Linked DNA regions of Mus musculus: all the other regions are linked to region 1. Evidence: chromatin contacts called from public promoter capture Hi-C data. All regions are on one chromosome and are shown on one strand. Each heading gives the region's core, a stretch centred on a gene start, on an enhancer-like site or on the middle of the called end of the contact. The rest is flanking DNA. Distances are from core to core; before and after follow the strand shown. Region 1 holds the start of Tspan13 (tetraspanin 13). Region 2 holds the start of Meox2 (mesenchyme homeobox 2). Region 3 holds the start of Dgkb (diacylglycerol kinase, beta).

The links. Promoter capture Hi-C pulls out the DNA fragments that hold promoters and counts their contacts.
Region 2: a promoter capture Hi-C map of cranial neural crest shows a contact between it and region 1. The contact joins the promoter of Meox2 here to the promoter of Tspan13 in region 1. A contact is called at or near these places in 1 of 39 promoter capture datasets (cranial neural crest) and 1 of 115 datasets of contacts at active chromatin or transcription factors (cardiomyocytes).
Region 3: a promoter capture Hi-C map of hippocampal neurons shows a contact between it and region 1, with 3 times the contacts expected there. The contact joins the promoter of Dgkb here to the promoter of Tspan13 in region 1. A contact is called at or near these places in 2 of 39 promoter capture datasets (cranial neural crest and hippocampal neurons) and 1 of 115 datasets of contacts at active chromatin or transcription factors (astrocytes).

What each region holds. Positions count from the first base shown.
Region 1 is chr12:36,040,813-36,043,868 of GRCm38.p6, reverse strand. Tspan13 (tetraspanin 13) reads left to right here and starts at 1,391. Exons shown (of 6, transcript NM_025359.3): 1 at 1,391-1,618. The coding sequence starts at 1,556.
Region 2 is chr12:37,107,262-37,110,311 of GRCm38.p6, reverse strand. Meox2 (mesenchyme homeobox 2) reads right to left here and starts at 1,772. Exons shown (of 3, transcript NM_008584.4): 1 at 968-1,772. The coding sequence starts at 1,481.
Region 3 is chr12:37,879,159-37,881,858 of GRCm38.p6, reverse strand. It overlaps Dgkb (diacylglycerol kinase, beta), which reads right to left and starts at 1,342. Exons shown (of 26, transcript NM_001361686.1): 1 at 905-1,342.

The sequences.
Region 1 (3,056 bases), core at 142-2,641:
TGTTTATTTGCATGGTGAGTTCTAAAGGAAGTACAAATAGGCTGGAGTATTTGAAGAGAAGGTATTTAATTAACTTGTTTAAGTCAATGATTTTTATGTTTGTTTTTTTTGGGTTTTTTTTTTGTTTTGTTTTGTTTTTGTTTTTTGACATACATTCACCTAACCGTGAGAAGTTTTAGGCTCAAAATGTACAGTAAATTTGAAAATCGCTTTTTAAAAGATCTATTTTACTATTTTACGAGTGTTTTGCCTGCATGTGTGTACCATGTGCATGCTTGATGCCCACTAAGGTCAGAGGAGGGCACTGGATCCCCAGGACTGGAGAGACAGGTGTTGTGAGTGCCATTTGGGTGTTGGGGTCCTCTGTAAAAGCAATAAGTGCCATAACAGCTGAGCCAACTCTTAAGGCCCTTAAAAATCTCTTTATAAAACCTATTGGTAGAATTTCTTTTGATAGAAAATACCAAATAGAAAATACCAAGCCTTTACTGCCGCTTAACAGTTGGAACCCAGTAGTGAGTGCCTTAAAACCATCAGGCGCACTGGTGCATCTGATAGGACACTTTATTCTATGCAAGGGGGTCTGTCAAATAGTGCATGATATACTTCTAATAATCTAGTTAGAGGTTAGGAATCAGGATGAAGATGCAGCAAACAAAAGTGATGATAAATTAATTGAATCTGTTATCGAAAGGCTTCCTAGCTTGTATTTATGCAAAAATAGGCCCCTAAAACCCAGGATCCCACTACAAGAATAAAGACTCCTGATTTATTTTGCACATATGTATTCATAAGGTTTATTAGTATTTCAAAAATCCCTGTAGATTAAGTCCTCTTGATCTGAAATCTGTCACAATTACAGGTTACCTTTCTTACCTATGTCGAGAGAAATTAGTTTTTATTTGCTCTTTTTAGTCTTTCACTGATGTTTTTCCTTTCATTGCCCCCTTCCCTGTTCTCTGTAAATCTTTCATTCTTGTCGTCTTTCTTTCATTCAAACGAGGCCAGGTGCTTCGATTTGTTTTATCATCTCATTCAAAATGGTGCCACGTCACCCACAGGGCAAGAATGGAGAGAGGTGCTGTCATTTCTCCTGCCAGCGTGGAGCCCCGCCCTCTGCTGTTCACCTGGGAGGGGGGAAATTATACAGAGGCCACAGTCTCGTGAGCCAGAGGCCGGCTCCCTCCAGACAGTCTCGGGGCCCCCTCCTCCTCCTCCTCCTTCTCCTCCGCTGAGCTGCCCCGCCTCTCCCGGACCCCAGAGCGCATTGATTTGCATATCTCTACCTTTGTTCCCTAGCAGTGGCCAATCAGAGTGCAGGGCGAGACGAGGCGGCGGGGCGGGGCGCGCGATCGGCGGATCCGCTGCGGCCGCAGGTTGCAGAGCGGGTGGGAGCCGCTGCGGGCGCGGCACTGCAGCCCTGATCCTGAACCCCGAACCCGAGCCCCGAGCCTAGCCCGGGCCACAGGCTCAGGAGGCCAGGATCCAGAAGCTACTCGCCCAGCCCGGCGGAAGACGCCTCGACCCGCAGGCACCCGCTAGCCCACGCGCCACGATGGTGTGCGGGGGCTTCTCGTGCTCCAAGAACTGCCTGTGCGCGCTCAACCTGCTGTATACCGTGAGTAGCCCGCGCCCGGTGGCACCTGCGGGGGCCGTCGGCCTCCTCCCCGCCTGAGTATTCGCCTGCGCCCCATCCCGCGCCCCTTGCGGGCTTCCCACGCCCCAGTTTCGCCTGCAGCCCCCGCCCGGGACCCCGAGCCTGCTTGTCGCAGTCTCCGCCCGTCCTTCATTGTGGCGCTCGCCCCTCGCCCTGCTCTCTGCAGCCCTTCACTTTCGCGTTCCTTCCCACTCTCCCCATTCTTTCATCCATCCCCAGGTTTCCATCTCAATCCCTCTAGCCGCACGCTTTCGGCTGGCCATCCCATCTGGAGGTTCGGAGGCTGGAGAGCAGCCCGGGCTTAGGGGACAGGTTTGCGGGATAGTGGGGCCTGGGATGGACCAGGCGGCCTGTGGATGGCGCGCTTCTGGCACAGCTCTAAAAGCTGCCTTTTGAATGGAGGCCATAGAGCAGGTTCACAGGATATCCGTGGCTTCCGAAGTTTGTTTCGTGCTTACATAAAGTCTCTTTGTTGATGTTTCTGCCCGTGAGGTATTCGCCTGATGCTTTTCCCATGCCATCTTCCTTCCCCTTTATCAATATTCTAGCTCCATTTTTGGCGAAGTCCTTCAGTATATAGTCCTCCACCCAAGTCGTTTTTATTTTTTTATTTATTTTTTCCTCCCTACGTATCAGCATATGCCTTCCAGCTTTAACATGGAAAACTCAGTTTGATTTTTTTTTTTTTTGAGGCATAATTGTGGCTGGACAGCAGGAAGTTGAGGTGATGTTTATTGAAAACCTTCACCACCCCAGCCTTTTCATTTGTCAATTTGTTATCTATCTGTGGCAAGCGCAGTTGTCTAAATTTTATAACGGTAAAGACCAAAAAAGGCTTTACTAAGTTTTCATAACTGGTAGTTGGAGAGTCTGGACTGGAACCAAGCTGTGGAATCTAGACCTTTCCACAAGCTGCCTCTCCTGCGTGGAAGAAACTTCCTTTCGGTCATCTCATTCCATCGGAGACTTGTTCTCTTCTATAAATACATCTGGTGCTTGCAGCACCCACCCTGAAAACAAACCCAGTTTCCCTGCATTAGCAGAGCCAGGCCATCTGGGCCAGCTTAGGTTACATCTATGGACAAGAGAGGCCGCTTGTGGTTGACAAGCAGAGACACCAGGTCACGGGTCATTTTACCTTTTTTTTTTTTTTCTGGTGTGTGTCTGAAAATGATGGCAAAGCTTTGACATAGGCACCGATGGTGTATATATTTTTCTGGCTAGTTCCTGGGAATCCAGTCAACATGCTCACAAATGGTACACTTGGCAGAAAAATTCTAGAATACATGGTGGCGAAACAGCTCCTGTCACTGGAAATCCATGTCAAGTTTCATATTAAGTTCACCTGTGCGGTGTGAGGCATGCTTACCACATTGCTATATTGTAAATTCCTATCCGT
Region 2 (3,050 bases), core at 523-3,022, 1.1 Mb before region 1:
ACTACTCAATTGATGAAGGCTTTTATTTTCCACAGTCGAAGTTCAAACATTTTGTTTTGGTTGGTTGGTTGATTTGGACTTTTTGCTTGTTTCCCGTCCCCGTCCCCCCCCCCCCCCCAAACCAGGTTAGCACCATATGAGTGTAATTACTATAAGAATACTCTTTATTCAAAGTTTTCAGAGGTATTCCTTAAACACTTCTAGATTACTAGATAATTACTTTTTCGCCAAATAAATAGAATGTTTGGGGAGGGGTTGTTTGTTTTTTAAATATCATTTTAAGAAAGGTGCTATTTAAGGAACTCTGAAAGCAAAAATATTAAAAAAAAAGTTTTAGGTTTCTGTTCTTTTTCTTTCTTTAATTTTTCCTTATCTTTTTCTTTCCTTTTCCGTTTTCTTCCTTTTTTCTTTTCCTCCTCTTCTTTTCTTTTCTTTTCTTTTCTTTTCTTTCCTTTTCTTTTTCTCGTATTTGGTCAAATCCAGTTAAAGTTCAAGGCATTGCGCAATAATTTGGAAACCCAGTTAAGGATAGGAAAAGTCGAGTTGTTCAGAGTTGGGAATTGGAAGGGAAAAGTCAAGGAAACCCGCATGCACGCACACACGCACGCAGGCATGCATGCCCAGCGGATGCAGCATCCCAATGGGCACACCCCTCCCAACCCGTGGAGGGACCCGCCACGCTCCCTTAACCGATTTTGCATAGTGTCACTTGCTCTTTCTTCACCACTTCTGGAAAACTGATTTGCGATCTTGGAGGGCTTTGAACGGCTGGATGTAGATATATTAACTTCAGTGAAACACGTGCTCCTGAATTACAGGACGGACGCTCCATGGATGAACTCGCCCACCAGAGCGAGGAAAGGCTAGCAGCTTCACAGTTTGTCTTTCTATGAGAAACATCCCACACCTCCCCGCATCTTCCTAGCCCAGAGCGCACTCTCCCCAGGGTTGCTTTGCCCGCACTCACCTGAGCTGTCGCTTTTCCTTTTGCTGCCACTTCTCTTCTCTACGTCTGCGGGTGACAGCGCTTGACGGCCATAATCCCCTGGTGCGCACGCGGCCCCGGTAGGGGTGCTGGAGCCCAGGCTAGATGAGTTGGAACACAGGACCGGAGGGCTGCTTCCCAGCTCCGGGGGCCCTCCCGAATCAGGCTGCAGGCACAGGCTGTGCCGGGCCGCGCTTGGTGGAGAGGACATCTGCGGGAGGTGCCAGTTGCTTTGCAGAGCCTGGTGCTGCTGCTGCTGGTGGTGGTGATGGTGATGGTGGTGGTGGTGGTGGTGCCCCCTGTGATGCTGGCTGGCAAACATGCCCTCCTCGTTGGGGTATCCCGCGATTATGCAAGACGAGGAAGATGTGGAGAGTTCGGGGTAGGACATGTGGTCAGATCTTCCATGGAGGGCCAGAGAAGACTGGGAGAAGGGGTGCAAGCCTTGCGCTGTGGCGTGGGGGCTGCGCAGGCAGCCAAAGAGGGGGTGTTCCATGGCATGCAAGTTTCGGCTTCCAAGCAGAAGACTTCACGGACGGTCCGAATGTCCACCAAGCGCTGTCACTTTTCACTGGAAATCCTAAGACTTTCCCCCACTCACTCCAAAAGTAAAAGCCGCGCGCGTTTGCATTTGAGCAGAGCCGGCTAATCCCAGTCCTGAGCCTTAGCGGCCAGTCTCCTGCACGTATAAACACTAGGACCTGGAGGAGCTTCCTTCGCAGCTGCTCAGATGTCAAGTGTGGGAGAGGTGGAAGCCAAAAGAAGGTGGTCCCAGAGAACTGCTTTCAGGGGGAAATGGCTCTGAGAGGTTATAAATAGAGTGTAATGTGAGCTGGGGGCTGGCTTAGGAGCCCAGCGCTGACCACATGCAAACTCCCTCCAAAACTCCCGCTCAGTCAGCGCCACCGTGCTCTCTCATTTCCAGTTCCCATTGCTGGCAGGACAGGAGCCGCTGCCCAACGCCCGCCCGTCGGGCCCTGGGAGCTTCCACCACAGCTAGTGGTGCTCCCAGAGCCTCAGTCGCTCCGGGCCACCGCAATCTGTCCCATAGGTTCCCATGGCCAGACGCAGAGGCACTCAGCTTCCCTAAGCCAGCACACAGTGTCTCTGAGTAGCTCACTGCTCTTGGAACCTAGATCTCTCAGCCTTGGTGGGGGTTGGGGTCACCTGCAGGAGCTCCCTGACTACTCCCTGACTTTGCAGACCACAGAGAACTTTCAAGAGAACTTTCAAGAGAAGAAGAGCCTAGTCTGTCGAGCTTTTCAAACTCAGAGGCCACTCACGGTTCCAGCGTAAACACATTAGGTTTATTCTCTTTTAGGTATCTGAGAATAGATTGTTAGAAAACCTAGAGCCAGGGCGGAGGTTGTAGAGCTGTGCACCAAGGCTAGCACAGTGCTACTCTGAGTGCAGAAAGGACAGATATACAATGGGGTGTGCGCGACACAGAGGTGGATGTAGGCTCTGGCGCCTTGGCGACACACAAGTGTTGCTCCAAGTGGTGTCCCCCTTCCTTCTTTTTCTGACCCTCTTCCCACCCCTACTTCTCTTTACCAGTCCAGTTCGCGAAATTTTCTCACCATTTGCTCACCGAGGAAATTGGGAGGGGGGGGGTCAAGAATAACCCGAAAAAATGTCAAATGAGCAAGTCTAACTTGCTCCCAGCTTCACCCTTCCTAGCTAGCTTAACCCTGCAGGAGCCAATTCACAGCCCGCTCCCATCCTTTGAGAAATGAAATCTCTCTTTAGCTCACAGAGCTAATGCTCCTTGCATACATTCCATTCCTCACCACCTTTCTGTTTTAAGCAGATAGCAAACTTAACATTCCCTCAGCGTGGACCCTGCTATCATGGTTCATTTCCCCCAGGTTTACAGCCTGTGCTCCTGGAAATGAACTAACTGCACACCTTGCCACCAGTGAATTTGTGAGAGCAGGGGCTGGGGTTGACACAGCAATTAGCTTGGGCGGCCACAGAATCTACTGGAAGTCCTGTCCTTAACCCACAACAAGCTTGGGAGAGTGGGCTGCAGGAAAGCCTGTTCCTATCTAGGAAGTGTCTGCCA
Region 3 (2,700 bases), core at 93-2,592, 1.8 Mb before region 1:
GATAATCCCAACTGTTTTAAGTTAATTATTTCTACTTTCCTTTCAGAAAAGACCTTTAGGGTTCTGCCAAACTCCTTATTTATTCGCTAATTTGCTTTACAATAGGCTGGCCCATGCTGACCTATTTTTAAAAGAGTTGGTTATCTGCACTTTGAATAAACTGGCTGGAGTTGTTTTGGAAAGTTCTTTAGCCTTCGTTTTCTTCTGCCAGCGAACACAGCCCTGTTAAGTAGCTAAGTACAATGGCATCTTCATGTAAAATCGTCCCTTTCAAATCATAAGTATTTCAGATGATACTGGTTAGGAGCTGGAGACGATGGTAGCAGTAAGAACCTAGGAGGCTCTTCACCCCACCCACAGAGAACAACCTGAATGTTTAGCCAGATCATCCGTGTCGCCCAGACTGTCATTAAGCAGCTAGCTATAGATCTAGTTCATCTTTAGTTTTAATGTTATAAAAGTAAGGAAACGTCGTGCGTGTTTTGTTTGTTTGTTTATGTACAAATAGGAAATGAATCTAGAATGGAATTTAGGACAATCGGGGAATTTAAAAATCGAAGCCGGCTTCTTTGATTCCTCACCATCCGCCCCCACAAACCACCTTCCCTCTCATCCGTAACTTTCAGGAGGTCACACTCGCTCGCCAGTCTCATTGCCTGGAATCACAATAAATCGAGCACTTTCCCCAGACTTACTTAGCTAACATTAGGTTCTCTGCTGCAGATAACAGCAGGCGACCAATAACTAGCACAGAAATGAGGGACACAAAATGCTTTCAGATTTGCATGGGAAATCTGAAGCTCTGCTTTCCTAACTTTCCTCGCCATTTCTTCTCGGCTTCCCTTCCCCCGCACCACATACCCAGAGGCCACTCAAACTGCCAACCGTGCTGAGTTGAACTTACTGCAGCGTGATGCAGGCGAAGGCTAGGCGCATCTCTGAAGCGAGAGCGACAGCTTTTCCGGAGATGAACTGGGACCAGCCAGCTCTCAGGATCCTTTCCAATTCACACGCTCTCAGCTCAGTCAGAAGGCTCCCACACAGCCCGGCTTCCCCCAAGAGCAAAGCTTCAAGAACTCTGCTCAGAGCATCCTCCTCCCTGCTGCCACCCCCTTCCAGAACACACGGCCCGTTGGAACTAGTGACTGAAAGATGGAAGTCTTCTTCCAGGCGATGGCAGGGGCTGCCTGCAACCCACCACTCCCAGATCATTTGCAACTCAAAAACAGCGGAGGCTGAGAGCTGTAGGCTTCCGGAGCCTGAAAGTCAATTTTGGCTTCTTCTCTTCCCCACATCTCACTCCTCCCACTTCACCCTCCCCTGCCGAGGCCACCTCCAGTCCTCTGGTAGTCCGCACAGGCTAGGTATCGCTTAGGCTTCTTTCCTTATGCAAACCAATAAGCATTGGGAATGAAACTGAATTTGTCAGAGAGGAAATACCTGTTGTCCGTGCCTATTGCTCTTCTCTCATCTGTCATGGTCCAGGATTTGTGTGACAACGCGTTGATTCGGGAAGTGTGTGCAATTGTGTGTGTGTGTGTGTGTGTGTGTGTGTGTGTGTGTGTGTGTGTGTGTGTGGTGATGAGGCGGCGGCGGTCTGCTTGGCTGCAAGCTATAGCCCTGCTGCCTGGCTGCTGAGGCTGCTGTTGCTACTATAGCCCTTGGAACACAGGGGGAAATAAGACAGAGAGACAGGGCTTCCCAGCTGTTTAACTGCTGGCTGAGTTATGATCAGGCGGTTGGGGAGACAGTGCAGCCATCAGTAGCTGTTATTGAGACTTTGAGCTGTATTGTCTTCAGTTCCTATCACTTAGTGTACATTTGTCCCTCCACCAGAAATCTGATGCCGGACTACCCTCTCTTTATTACTAAATTATATTCTAACTGGCTACTCAGTCGCAGCCCACTCACCTCATCCATTTAATGCTCTCTCTTGCTTCATCCCTGCTTGGTTACTTAGAGCAGGTGACTGGATGGTGGATCTGATAAACTACAAAGGCAATGAACTGATGATGAAGAAGAAAACTGGTGTGTAGTTATAACTAATCAGGACACAGATAAAGATGGTTTTTGAGTCATGTGATAAAAGTAATGTATTGGATAATAAAAATATAACATCAATTTACATGATCCAATGTATGCAAAACCTGCTGGCAATTAAGGTGCAAGTTCACTTTCCTATAGTGAAGGTTACACTGATATGTGTGTTTTAATGGCTCTCAGTCTTTCTACAAAATATCATAGAGGTATGATTTCAACATATCAGCACCACGTTAGAACATCATCTGATCTAGCGATAGTTTATGTCCATGTTATAGTTCTGTAATAGAATGTAATGAGTAGCATAAGACACACTCACACACACACACACACACACACACACACACACACACACCAGTTCTCTTTCTCCCCCCTCACACACACACACACCTGTTCTCTCTTTTCCCTCCCTCCCTGCCTTTCTCTCTCTTTCTCTCTCTCACACACACACACACCTGTTCTCTCTCTCTCTCTCTCTCTCTCTCTCTCTCTCTCTCTCTCTCTCTCACACACACACACACACACACACACACACTGAACAGCTCTTCCACATTATTGTTAGTTTTCAGATTCTGAGCTAAAAATGACCTTAATTCTCTTCAATTTTATTTGTAATACATACAGTAACTATGCCTTTCTCTGAGCGTTTCTTATGTCTAC